Regions from separate parts of the Mus musculus genome. Here regions 1 and 2 are each linked to region 3. Evidence: chromatin contacts called from public promoter capture Hi-C data. All regions are on one chromosome and are shown on one strand. The core of a region is the stretch at or near the end of the contact, and the rest is flanking DNA. Distances in the headings are between cores, read along the strand shown. Region 1 holds the start of Det1 (de-etiolated homolog 1 (Arabidopsis)). Region 2 holds the start of Mrpl46 (mitochondrial ribosomal protein L46). Region 3 holds the start of AU020206 (expressed sequence AU020206).

What was found. Promoter capture Hi-C pulls out the DNA fragments that hold promoters and counts their contacts.
Region 1: a promoter capture Hi-C map of pre-B cells shows a contact between it and region 3. The contact joins the promoter of Det1 here to the promoter of AU020206 in region 3. A contact is called at or near these places in 4 of 39 promoter capture datasets (cranial neural crest, frontonasal cranial neural crest, pre-B cells and 1 more).
Region 2: a promoter capture Hi-C map of pre-B cells shows a contact between it and region 3. The contact joins the promoter of Mrpl46 here to the promoter of AU020206 in region 3. A contact is called at or near these places in 6 of 39 promoter capture datasets (cranial neural crest, hippocampal neurons, liver and 2 more), 1 of 484 Hi-C or Micro-C datasets (B cells) and 3 of 115 datasets of contacts at active chromatin or transcription factors (embryonic forebrain, embryonic stem cells and stem cell-derived neural progenitor cells).

The regions. Positions count from the first base shown.
Region 1 is chr7:78,845,625-78,848,879 of GRCm38.p6, reverse strand. Det1 (de-etiolated homolog 1 (Arabidopsis)) reads left to right here and starts at 1,669. Exons shown (of 5, transcript NM_029585.3): 1 at 1,669-1,773.
Region 2 is chr7:78,781,216-78,784,589 of GRCm38.p6, reverse strand. Mrpl46 (mitochondrial ribosomal protein L46) reads left to right here and starts at 1,501. Exons shown (of 4, transcript NM_023331.2): 1 at 1,501-1,783; 2 at 3,004-3,190. The coding sequence starts at 1,562. Mrps11 (mitochondrial ribosomal protein S11) reads right to left here and starts at 1,459. Exons shown (of 6, transcript NM_026498.2): 1 at 1,167-1,459; 2 at 910-1,017. The coding sequence starts at 1,231.
Region 3 is chr7:75,780,647-75,784,082 of GRCm38.p6, reverse strand. It overlaps AU020206 (expressed sequence AU020206), which reads left to right and starts at 1,963. Exons shown (of 3, transcript NR_165329.1): 1 at 1,963-2,031; 2 at 3,327-3,436. RefSeq lists a cis regulatory region at 1,600-2,342.

The sequences.
Region 1 (3,255 bases), core at 420-2,919, 3.1 Mb before region 3:
CTGAAGGAGCAGGCTTGAACTATTTCCAAGTTCAAAGCTTTTGCTAGTTTAAATTTATCCTTCTATCTGACCTCTCTACAACGAAGTCAGAACACTGTACACATTAGAGATGAAAAATACAAAAAGAAAAACCCAGACTCGGAGAAGCTGATGCGTGTCTTGAAGCCACATGGGGACCCACCTGTCCGAGTTGGGATCTGACCTGATGCCTTGAGTATTAGCACAGCCCTGTCCCATGTTTATTTTGCTTTGCTTTGGGGCAAGGTGTCATGTAGCCAAGGTCAACTTGCTGTGCAGCCAAGACAGGCCTTGAGCTACTGATTCCTCTGCCTCCCTTCCTAAATGCTGGGGTTATAATCTGTGGCCCCACCCCTACTGGCTCTTATTCTTGTATGAACTTGTGCAAGAGATGTATGTCCCCTTTGGGTCTCAGTTTCATCATGGGAAAGGAAGAGAGTTGTGGCTGGAAAGCTTTAGTAATATTTTATCAAGACTTCAAGTATTTAGGGCTAACAGGTTTAATACTTGGGATAACCTTAAGAGGCAGGTATAGTCATTTTCCAGAAAAAGGCATGAGGTTTCTAAAGCCAGCACCTAAGAATACTGAGCCTGGAAATGGTAGGACTGGGCCAGAAACCTATCATTCTCTTCATAGTCAGTCTATATCCCCAAGTCACCTTTCCCCTTTAGACCTTAATTTTCCTCTCTCCCTGGTCAAAGTCAACACATATCCCTTTCTCATGTGTTGGTCTGCAGAGATATTCATTCTCTGAGTCCTTTGGGTATGGAGAGGGTTGGGAGAGAGAGCAAGGCTCAACCTAGCCTCTAATTCTATATCCTATGTCTCAGAAGAGCTGGGGATATAGAATGGAGATGGCATGGGGGTCCAGAAGAGATAGACCACAATGGATTACTGATGGAATATTTACTGAGATTCTATAAGATGTCAAACCTTGTTATGGGGTGGGAGGTGGGGCTGGAACAGAAAATAAGACAAAAATCCCTGTTCTCAGTTTATAATCTACCAAAGGGAGGAGAGACACAACAAAGCAATACACATCAACAGAAACAGATATTTGACAGTGGTGGGTGAACAGTGGCGGTGGCTACCCAGAAGCCTTAAGAGAAGATATTTTGGGTTTGGTTTCCTGCCAAAGCATCAAAAATAAACCATACACCCAAATACAAACGCGCGCGCGCGCACACACACACACACACACACACACACACACACACACGCAAGCACAAAGGAGAGAAGCCACCGACTCACAGGGAAGAAATAGCTTGTAAGAAAAAAGAAAATTAAATGAAGTAACGTGTAGGTGAAAAGGCCAGTCAATGGTATTGGATTCATTTAGTACAGAAGCTTTTATTGTATCCCCACGTGCAACCACGAGCATGGAAAACGCAGTGACATGGTGCATGTATAATCCATCTTCCACCAGTATGCAAGAAGCAGGTGAAAACTTAACTCCTACTCATAGTAGTTATGAACGTGCCTTGGATCACTTGGTCCGGGGCTTATCCAGCCTCTATGGTCTCGATCTCTCCTCCGGACGCCAGGGTGCGCTGCGCCGCTCCTTAGCTGCATGGCGTCTCGATCTTCCGATCTTCCCTTCTCGCTGCGCAGCGCTTCCGGTAGCGGGCGGAAACCCGGGCTGGTGGCTGCCGACGCCGGGGTCCCGAGGCATGGTGGGGGCGGGGCCGGGGGAGGTGTGCGCGGAGCAGGCTAGGGCGACCCTTGCCCTGGCCCCATGAGCCAGGACTCGACAGGTGAGGACTTGCCCTTTGCGGCCCGCGAGAGCTCCGCGGCGGGCTCCTCCCCGCATGCTCGCCGGGTCTCAGGAGCTCCGGCCCCCGGCTTTGCCCGGGGAGGCCCCGCCCTGGGCTTTTCTTTCCGGGGGCGACCATGGGCATGTGTGTCTGCCTCTTGGCATCCTTTTCTTGTTTTGGAAGCAGTCGCCAAGAGTGTGGGGACATGTGCACTTGCTCCAACGAGGAATAAACCTTGCGTTCACACAATTAGTGACCCGCTTTAGCCAGGCTTTCGTTTCAGACCGCACCGCACCAAAGCGTCTACCATGTGCCAGCCCCAGGGCTGGAAGAGTATACCGCGGTGACCGAAGTAGACCTGGTTACTTCCATTAGAGAGGGTACAGTTCAACGAGGAGACTCAAACATTAAACACAACCATGCAAGCGACCGTGTAAATTAAAAAAAAAAAATGTGACAGATGACTAGAGAAAGAAACAAGAAAAAGATGAGTCCTTTAGGTGGGGTGGTCAGAAAGACTTCCCCAAAACTTGACACTACTAACGTTGCAACGAGAGAATTTATGGCGTGGACCGGAGAGAATGTCTTCCGGAAAATGAAAGTTCCCCTGTGGTTACCCACGTTAGCCAAGAAGATGGCTTGAGGTATGCCCACCGTTTAAGAAGGAAGCTTGCTACGTGTTAAGCACTGTGGTGGGCATACAACAGATAAGTGTATACTTGACCCAGAGAGATCACCATAAATATACACATTAGTAAAATACAGAGAGTTGCAATTGAGTGGCTAGTGTGTTGGAATCTATGTCTCACTAAGTGAAGGAAGGCCTTCAAAGACAGGATGATGAGGCTGATATTGGAGACAGTTCTCAAAGGTGAAGAATTTAGTGTCTACAAAAGACCAGATAGTAGAGTTCAGTGTGTGGTCTGTTGCAGTCACTCTGCTCTTTTCCTAGGGCTAAAGTGGCTCTAGGCAATATGCAAATGAGCGAGTGGCTTTCAGGGAAGGGTTCCTTCCAAAAAACAACCAGAGGTGGTAGTTTAGAGACCTGACTCCCTCTGGTCTGGCGGCTCTGCAAGCCTTTTAGATCTTTATCCAATGGATGTAGCTTGTATGAGGATAAGCTTGAAACAAAAGGATTGCAAAACAATACCCTGACTATGTGTTGTAAGGGTTTTGTTTGTTTTGTGGTCCTGGGGAATCTGTTATGCTGCTCTTTATGAAAGCCTTTGCCAGAACACTACTACCACCTCCAAGCTTTTGAGATAGATCTCTCTCTCTCTCTCTCTCTTTCTATTATTGATGTGCAAACCTTCTTTGTTGGCCATTTGTATTTGAATCTGGGTTTGTGGCTATTTGTCGAGTTCTAAGAGTTCATTAAATATGTTAAGTATTAACCCCTTACCAGATATTTGGACAGCAAATACTCTGTTCACCCTGTAGGTTTTCCTTTCCCCTTTCCCTGGGGTAGCAGGGTAGGAGGTG
Region 2 (3,374 bases), core at 252-2,751, 3.0 Mb before region 3:
TGCTACTTCCTAACTGTGATTTTGCTACTGTTATGAATCGTAACGTATGTATGTGTGTTTTCTGATGGCCTTAGGAACCCCAAAGGGGTTGCAACCCACAGGTTCCGAAATGCCTTTCTAGAGGCATCACAAGCCAGTTCTGACAGCCTGCCTTTCCACAGACGTTACCCTTGCCTGCCACGATCACAATGATCTTGTCCAGCTGAGATCCTAGTCACTTCCACAGTCCACGGTACTTAGTCTTTCCTGAATTCCTCAAGTGTGCCTTACTCTCTTAAATGTCCAGCCAGTTCTTACCTCTATTATCCTTTTGATCAGATTATGGTTAATACATTTGCCTGTGTGTTGTTTTTGCAAGTTGTGTACTACTTCTGGGGAGACATAACCTATATTTCCTGTATTTATCCTGGTACTCAACAGGTAGTAGTAGCTTTTGTAACTGTTAAACAGATGTGAAGGTAAGTGAACATATATACCGCCTGCATATTAAGTATTTCTACTAGTGGGATGCTGCAGGATGCCAGGTCCCAGGGCTAGGCACGAAATTAAGAAAGGCACAATCTAGATGTGCAGTTAGTGTGGTTCTTCAAGACATTTTATGTTGGAGGCAGAGAAAGCTGCTAGTCGGATCTAAAGCTTATCTCACAAGGAAAAGAAAGCTGGTATTTATATACATTGGACACTTAGCTAACAGTTGCTAATTGAACAGCTACCTTATGCCCCTGCTCATCCCTCTATTTTCCCAACAACCCCTCTAAGCATTATCTCCACGTATAGTGTGCTGATTTGCACAAGCTCCCACAGATGGCAAATGACAGCCAGGAATTAACTTTTTCTATGATTTTGGACGGTGTCGGGCAGAAGTCACAGGATGCAACTTTCCAGAGCGCTGCATCCACTTACCCTCACCTGAAGCGACTTGGAGCCGCTTCCCTTTCAGTGTTCTGCCTGGCAGCTGAGTCTTCTAATCTCGGGGCTCCGGTGTGGATATTCTTAGCTGGGGCAATGCCCACAAACCTGGGGGGCAAAAAAAGAGAGAGAGAGAGAGAGTACGATGAGGGACTGGATTAACGGTATTTTGGGGGGTTCAAGTGGCACATAGGTCTGGAAGGAAGGTAGGCGGGCAGGCTCGAGAGTGACAGTGGGTTCGAAAGAGTAATCCTTACCTGGTCATTCCATGTCCAGCCCAGGACCGCAGGAGCCACGACCCGGAGTTTCTTAAAACCTGCATGACTGAAATTGACCCTCCGCGGCGCTTGGCTTAGCTCGAGCCAGCACCATGAGCCTCTGTGGGGGTGCTCACAGACAGGAAATCACCTGATTGCTCTTAAATAGTCCTGTAAGTATTTTTTCTTCAAATTTAAAGCTCTATAAAACCATTTATGTAGGAACTTTCCCCTTTCTAGTGGTCTAACACTAGAATTTCACCTACCTCCCCCAAAGGGAATGGTTCATTCCACTCGGTAAACCCGCCCCTCGCCGGCCCGCGTTGCCTCATGGGAACCTGGGGTTGGCTGAGGGCTCTGCCGGGCGCCGCGGTACCTTGTGGGAAGACAGAAAGATGGCGGCGCCCGTAGGGCGTACTCTTTTAGGGCTGGCTAGAGGCTGGCGGCAGCTTGACAGGTTCTGGGCAGGTAGTTCTCGTGGCTTGTCCCTTGAGGCTGCGTCCTCAAGCAGCCGGTCTCCATGGCGCTTGTCGGGCGCCTTGTGTCTGCAGCGGCCACCGCTGATCACCAAGGCGCTCACTCCATTGCAGGAAGAGATGGCGGGTCTATTACAGCAGGTAAGGCAGTCACGGGCTTCCTGGTGCGGCGGAGGGAAGCAACAGTATCAAGGAGGTCTTGATTTCCATGGAGACTCTGGTACTTCGTGTGACCTTGAGCAAACGTTTCATTTCTCGACCTTTAGTGACATCTGCAAGATGAAGTTACCGTACTGAGTTGGGTTAGGATATAGCAGGTGTTGAAAGAGTTTAGTTGGCTTGTTTTCTCTTGATCATTCGGTGTGGATAGCTTCCTTCTTGTTCATTCAATACTGTAGGGATCCGGGGGCAAACAGGAATCACTCCCTTTAACTTAGGAGCTCTCAGACTATAGAGAAGTGTTTGTGATGTTAGGACGAAAGTCGTGGTGACTGTGGGCACATCCTTAAGATAATGCGGTAAAGTTTGCTTTACCTCAGGGAGCAATTTCTGTGAAAGACAAAAAACCCAAGTGTTGTTGCTGTTGGGTCAGGAGATAGTGATGGAAGGTCTTCCGTATCCCTAGACTCCAAAAGGCTTTTGTCTGGAGAATACTAATGGAAACTCCCGTCAGTGCTTTTTGCTCAATGTATTCACTCACTTGACTTTTTTTTTTTTTTTTGGTAGTCCTTTTTCTTTCACCATAAAGGTATTCGTAGCCAATACTGTGCGTCTGTGTGCAAAGTGATAGGCAGTTGTGGATGTGACAGGCACATCGCTCTGCTTCGCAGAGAGTTTCCAGGTACTGGAATTAGGGATACAATCAGTAACCAGTCTTATGACTAATTATAGACTTTGGTAAGTGCTATTAAGGAAAACATAGAGTACTAGAAGAGTTTTACACAGGACCACATAGGTTTTATTTTCCTGAGAAGTATCCAGGAATATCTTTCTGAGAAAGAGGTATTTGAGTTGAAATAAGAAGGATGGATAGAAATCTGGAAGAAATGGCATGAGGAGAAAGAGAGACTAGGAAGAAGGATGTTGGAAAGTCTTCATGGCAGGAAAGTCCTTGAATAGATGCTGATCAGAGACGAGTAGACCTAGTGTGTGGGAAGTGGGTCTTCAGTGCCCTCTGTTCTCCTTGACAGTCTTAATGAAGTTCTCCTACTGCCTACTTACAATCCAGTGGGCTTTTTTTTTTTAAATCTGTATAGTGTTTCATTCTATTTCTGATTGTGTTAAGAGTTGTACGTCTGAGCCTGTCAAGGTCACAGAAGCTTTGTTTTTTTTCTTCTTCCTTTTCCTTTTCCCTTTCCCAGATCGAGGTAGAGAGAAGCCTGTATTCAGACCATGAGCTCCGTGCTCTGGATGAAGCTCAGCGACTGGCAAAGAAGAAAGCTGACCTTTATGATGAGGAACAAGAGCAGGGCATTACGCTCGCACAAGACTTAGAAGATATGTGGGAGCAGGCATTCCTACAGTTCAGACCTGGAGCTCGGGAAACAGGTTTGTGACCTCCTGGGCCAACCACAAGGGAGCGAGAGACAGGAATTCTCACTTCCAAATGAAGGACAGTTGCCTGTCTTTTGCTTTGCATTTTAATAACAAGCTTCAAGTAACAAAACAGTTTTCAGGAAAGTAGTACTCCCTCCCTATTCCTTATATCTCCCTAACATGAGTTTTTAAAAAG
Region 3 (3,436 bases), core at 714-3,213:
ACCATCTCGTTGATGGCAGAACTGCCCTTCATCTTGCCACCCTTCTTTGCTACTTATAATTTCACCAGCAAACTGACAGGTCACAGATATAGCACAGCCTTGGGAACTGATATTGTGACAGAGACTCTTCAGGTGAAAACCCTTCTCCTCTGTTTCCTCCTCCTCCTCCTTCCCCTTTTAAAAGATTGTCTATTTTATGTATGTCCATATGCTGTCACTGTCTTCAGACACACAAGAAGAGGGCATCGGATCCCATTACAGATGGTTGTAAGCCGCCATGTGGTTGCTGAAATTTGAATGAACTCAGGACCTCGGAAAGAGCAGAGGCAGCAGCTGCTTCTTCTTCTTCTTCTTCTTCTTCTTCTTCTTCTTCTTCTTCTTCTTCTTCTTCTTCTTCTCCTTCTCCTTCTCCTTCTTCTTCCTCCTCCTCCTCCTTCATCCTCCTCCTCCCCCTCCTCCTCCTCCTTCCTCCTCTTCCTCCTCCTCCTCCTCCTCCTCCTCCTCCTCCTCCCCCCCACTTCATCTCCTCCTCCTCCTTCTTTTTGGTTTTTCGAGACAGGGTTTCTCTGTGTAGCCCTGGCTGTCCTGGAACTCACTCTGTATACCAGGCTGGCCCTGAACTCAAATCTGCCTCCCTCTGCCTCCCAAGTGCTGGGATTAAAGGTGTGTGCCACCACTGCCCGGCAGTATCTGGTCTCTTTTTTTTTTGTTTCTGGTCTCTCTTAATAATACATTTCTGAGTCACACAGAAGGAAAGGGGCATGAATACATTTCTGAGTCACACAGAAGGAAAGGGGCATGAGGAGAAACAGAACACATCTGACCCTTGGCTTATCTTCAGTGATGGTCAAACCTCAGTGGATAGGTGGCTGACTTAAGATGTGGATACTCACAGTGTGGAGAGTCCTTGATGCAGCTTCAAGGATATTGGCAAGAATATTTACTTTTGGCTTGGAGGACAAGGGAGGAGGCTCAGATAAGAATAATGTACTGTGTTCCTTGTGTCTTGGTCATCCTGTTTATTGCCTTGTTTGACTACATTGTCTTTAATCTAAGAACTGACCTTAGATGACATAAAAGCAAGCTGGAGAAAAATAAACCCACATCAGCCCTGGTTGGGGTCGTGTTATAATGTTGTTTAATTGTCTTTTCTTTCTTTAACCTCCCTCCCTCCTTTGAGACCCCGATGACTGAGCTGGCTTCATGCAGAAGGAAAGGGGCGTGGGGAGAAGCAGAACACATCTACCCTTGGCTTATTTTCAATAATGATCAAGCCCCAGCAAATGTGAATGTGTGGCTGACTTAAGATGTAGATACTCACACCATGCTTCATCTTTACAAGGTCACTGCTGCAGGCCATGGGACTCCTGGAATGCAGTTTGTTGCCTTGAGTAAACCAAGATTTGGTTTTGGTTTTGGTTTTGGTTTTGGCTTTTGTTTTTTTTCCGAGACAGGGTTTCTCTGTGTAGCCCTGGCTGTCCTGGAACTCACTTTGTAGACCAGGCTGGCCTCGAACTCAGAAATCTGCCTGCCTCTGCCTCCCGAGTGCTGGGATTAAAGGTGTGCGCCACTACTAAACCAGGGTTTTACTGGGTGGGGGTGGGGGCGGATTAAAACATTTGCGTTGCAATCTAACTAGGTGTGGGAGGCAAAAATATATGAATCCTTTGTTCTTTTTTCTGAGTTCGAGGCCAGCCTGGTCTATAAAGTGAGTTCCAGGACAGCCAGGGCTATACAGAGAAACCCTGTCTCGAAAACAAACAAACAAAAAAAGAATCAGGTGGCACTAACTTTTCTTTCCCCTCCCGGCCCCTCGCTGGACCAGAGGCTGGGGCAGCCCACCCCTTCCTCCAAATGCAGCTGTAGTATGGGTTCGTCGGGCCATCCGTCACAAATCTACGGCCTCTGATTGGCTTTTGTGCTTAGGAACCATAAAATGGGGCGGGAATTGGGGAGAAATTGGCTTTTTGGCGGCAGCACTGCGTCAGCGGCGGCGGCGGCGGCAGGGACTTGCAGTGCGTGAGCTGCATGGTGAGTACCGGGTTGAGTCCTGGCCGACCGTGTTCGCAGTGCCCGTTATCCGGACGGCCTCCTTGCGGCAGGAGCGCCCGGAAGCGTGTGGAACCGTGGGTCCGGTTTACTGGGTCGGGGAGTTTGGGTCGAGATAGCAGCCGGACTCCATTTAAGACCAGGAGTCATTTTGAGATTCTGCCTCAGTTAGGTTAAAGTTTTTTGGGGTGGGGTGGGGGCTAGAGGGTTTCGAGACAGGGTTTCTCTGTGTAGCCCTGGCTGTCCTGGAACTTACTTTGTAGACCAGGCAGGACTCGAACTCAGAAATCCACCTGCCACTGCCTCCCACGTGCTGGGATTAAAGGCGTGCACCACCACTGCCCGGCTAGGTAAAAGTTTTTTGTTTTGTTTTGTTTGTTTTTTGAGACAGGGTTTCTCTGTGTAGCCCTGGCTGTCCTGGAACTCACTTTGTAGACCCGACTGGGGTAAAAGTTTTAATATTCTGTTTCTTGGAGTTAGGCTGTGCCCGACAGATGTTTTGTACCTTGTGCTCCAGGAAGAGTTCTATAACTGCCTTGTGCTCTCTGTAAACCCGCCTGCTTGCAAAATACCTCTCTCTCCCATTGGTTTTGTCCTATAAGAGAAGTATGGGAAATTTAGGGGGAGACAGCTGTGCACAGACTTGGCTGTGCACGGAATAAGGTGTTCTTTATCCTCATTCGGTGGGATTAATAAATTAATTAATTTTGGAGGCTCCAGTGATATAAGAAGCTGTTAGGGTCCATAAACTGTATAAACATAGATTTCAGTCAGGGATAGTTTATCGAACGCACATCCTAAGATTGATCAATCAGAGATGTAGCTCAGACTCTACAGCTGGAAGCTACAACCCTGAATGTTTTCTAGGGTCAGTTTATAGAGGTTAAAACCCCACAGGGAGCTTTTATAAGCAGGTACTGGGCGGGCTGCAGGTGGTCTGCCTTTCCCAAGTTGTTACTAGTTTAGGCATAACAGTTGAAGCTGGTTTCTATTTTGGTTGGTCCCAAGTGAAGGCTGTGGTTGGGGAATTTCTAAGAACCTCAGAACAGAACAGGATATATGGCCAACTTGATCTCTCTCTGAGCCAAACTGTTGTCAGCAGTATGAGGTGGCTGACAAGCATGAGGCAGGAGGGTTACAGCTAAATTGGGGGGGGGGGGCGGGGGACGGAGGGGGGGGTGGGGGGGCGGGGGGGGAGGGGCTAAGCTAGGGCGGAGGGTAGCTTTAACAAATCCCTACCCAAATTCAGAACCTGGACCCTTCCCTTCAAACCTCAGGTACCAGAGCACCACTGCCCAGGGTGTGCACCTTGAGACGTTCCAAGGCCCCTGCAGGCTTGATTTCAGTTCGGAGGTCCACAGCTGCAGGAAAAGAAACCCAGCAAGCA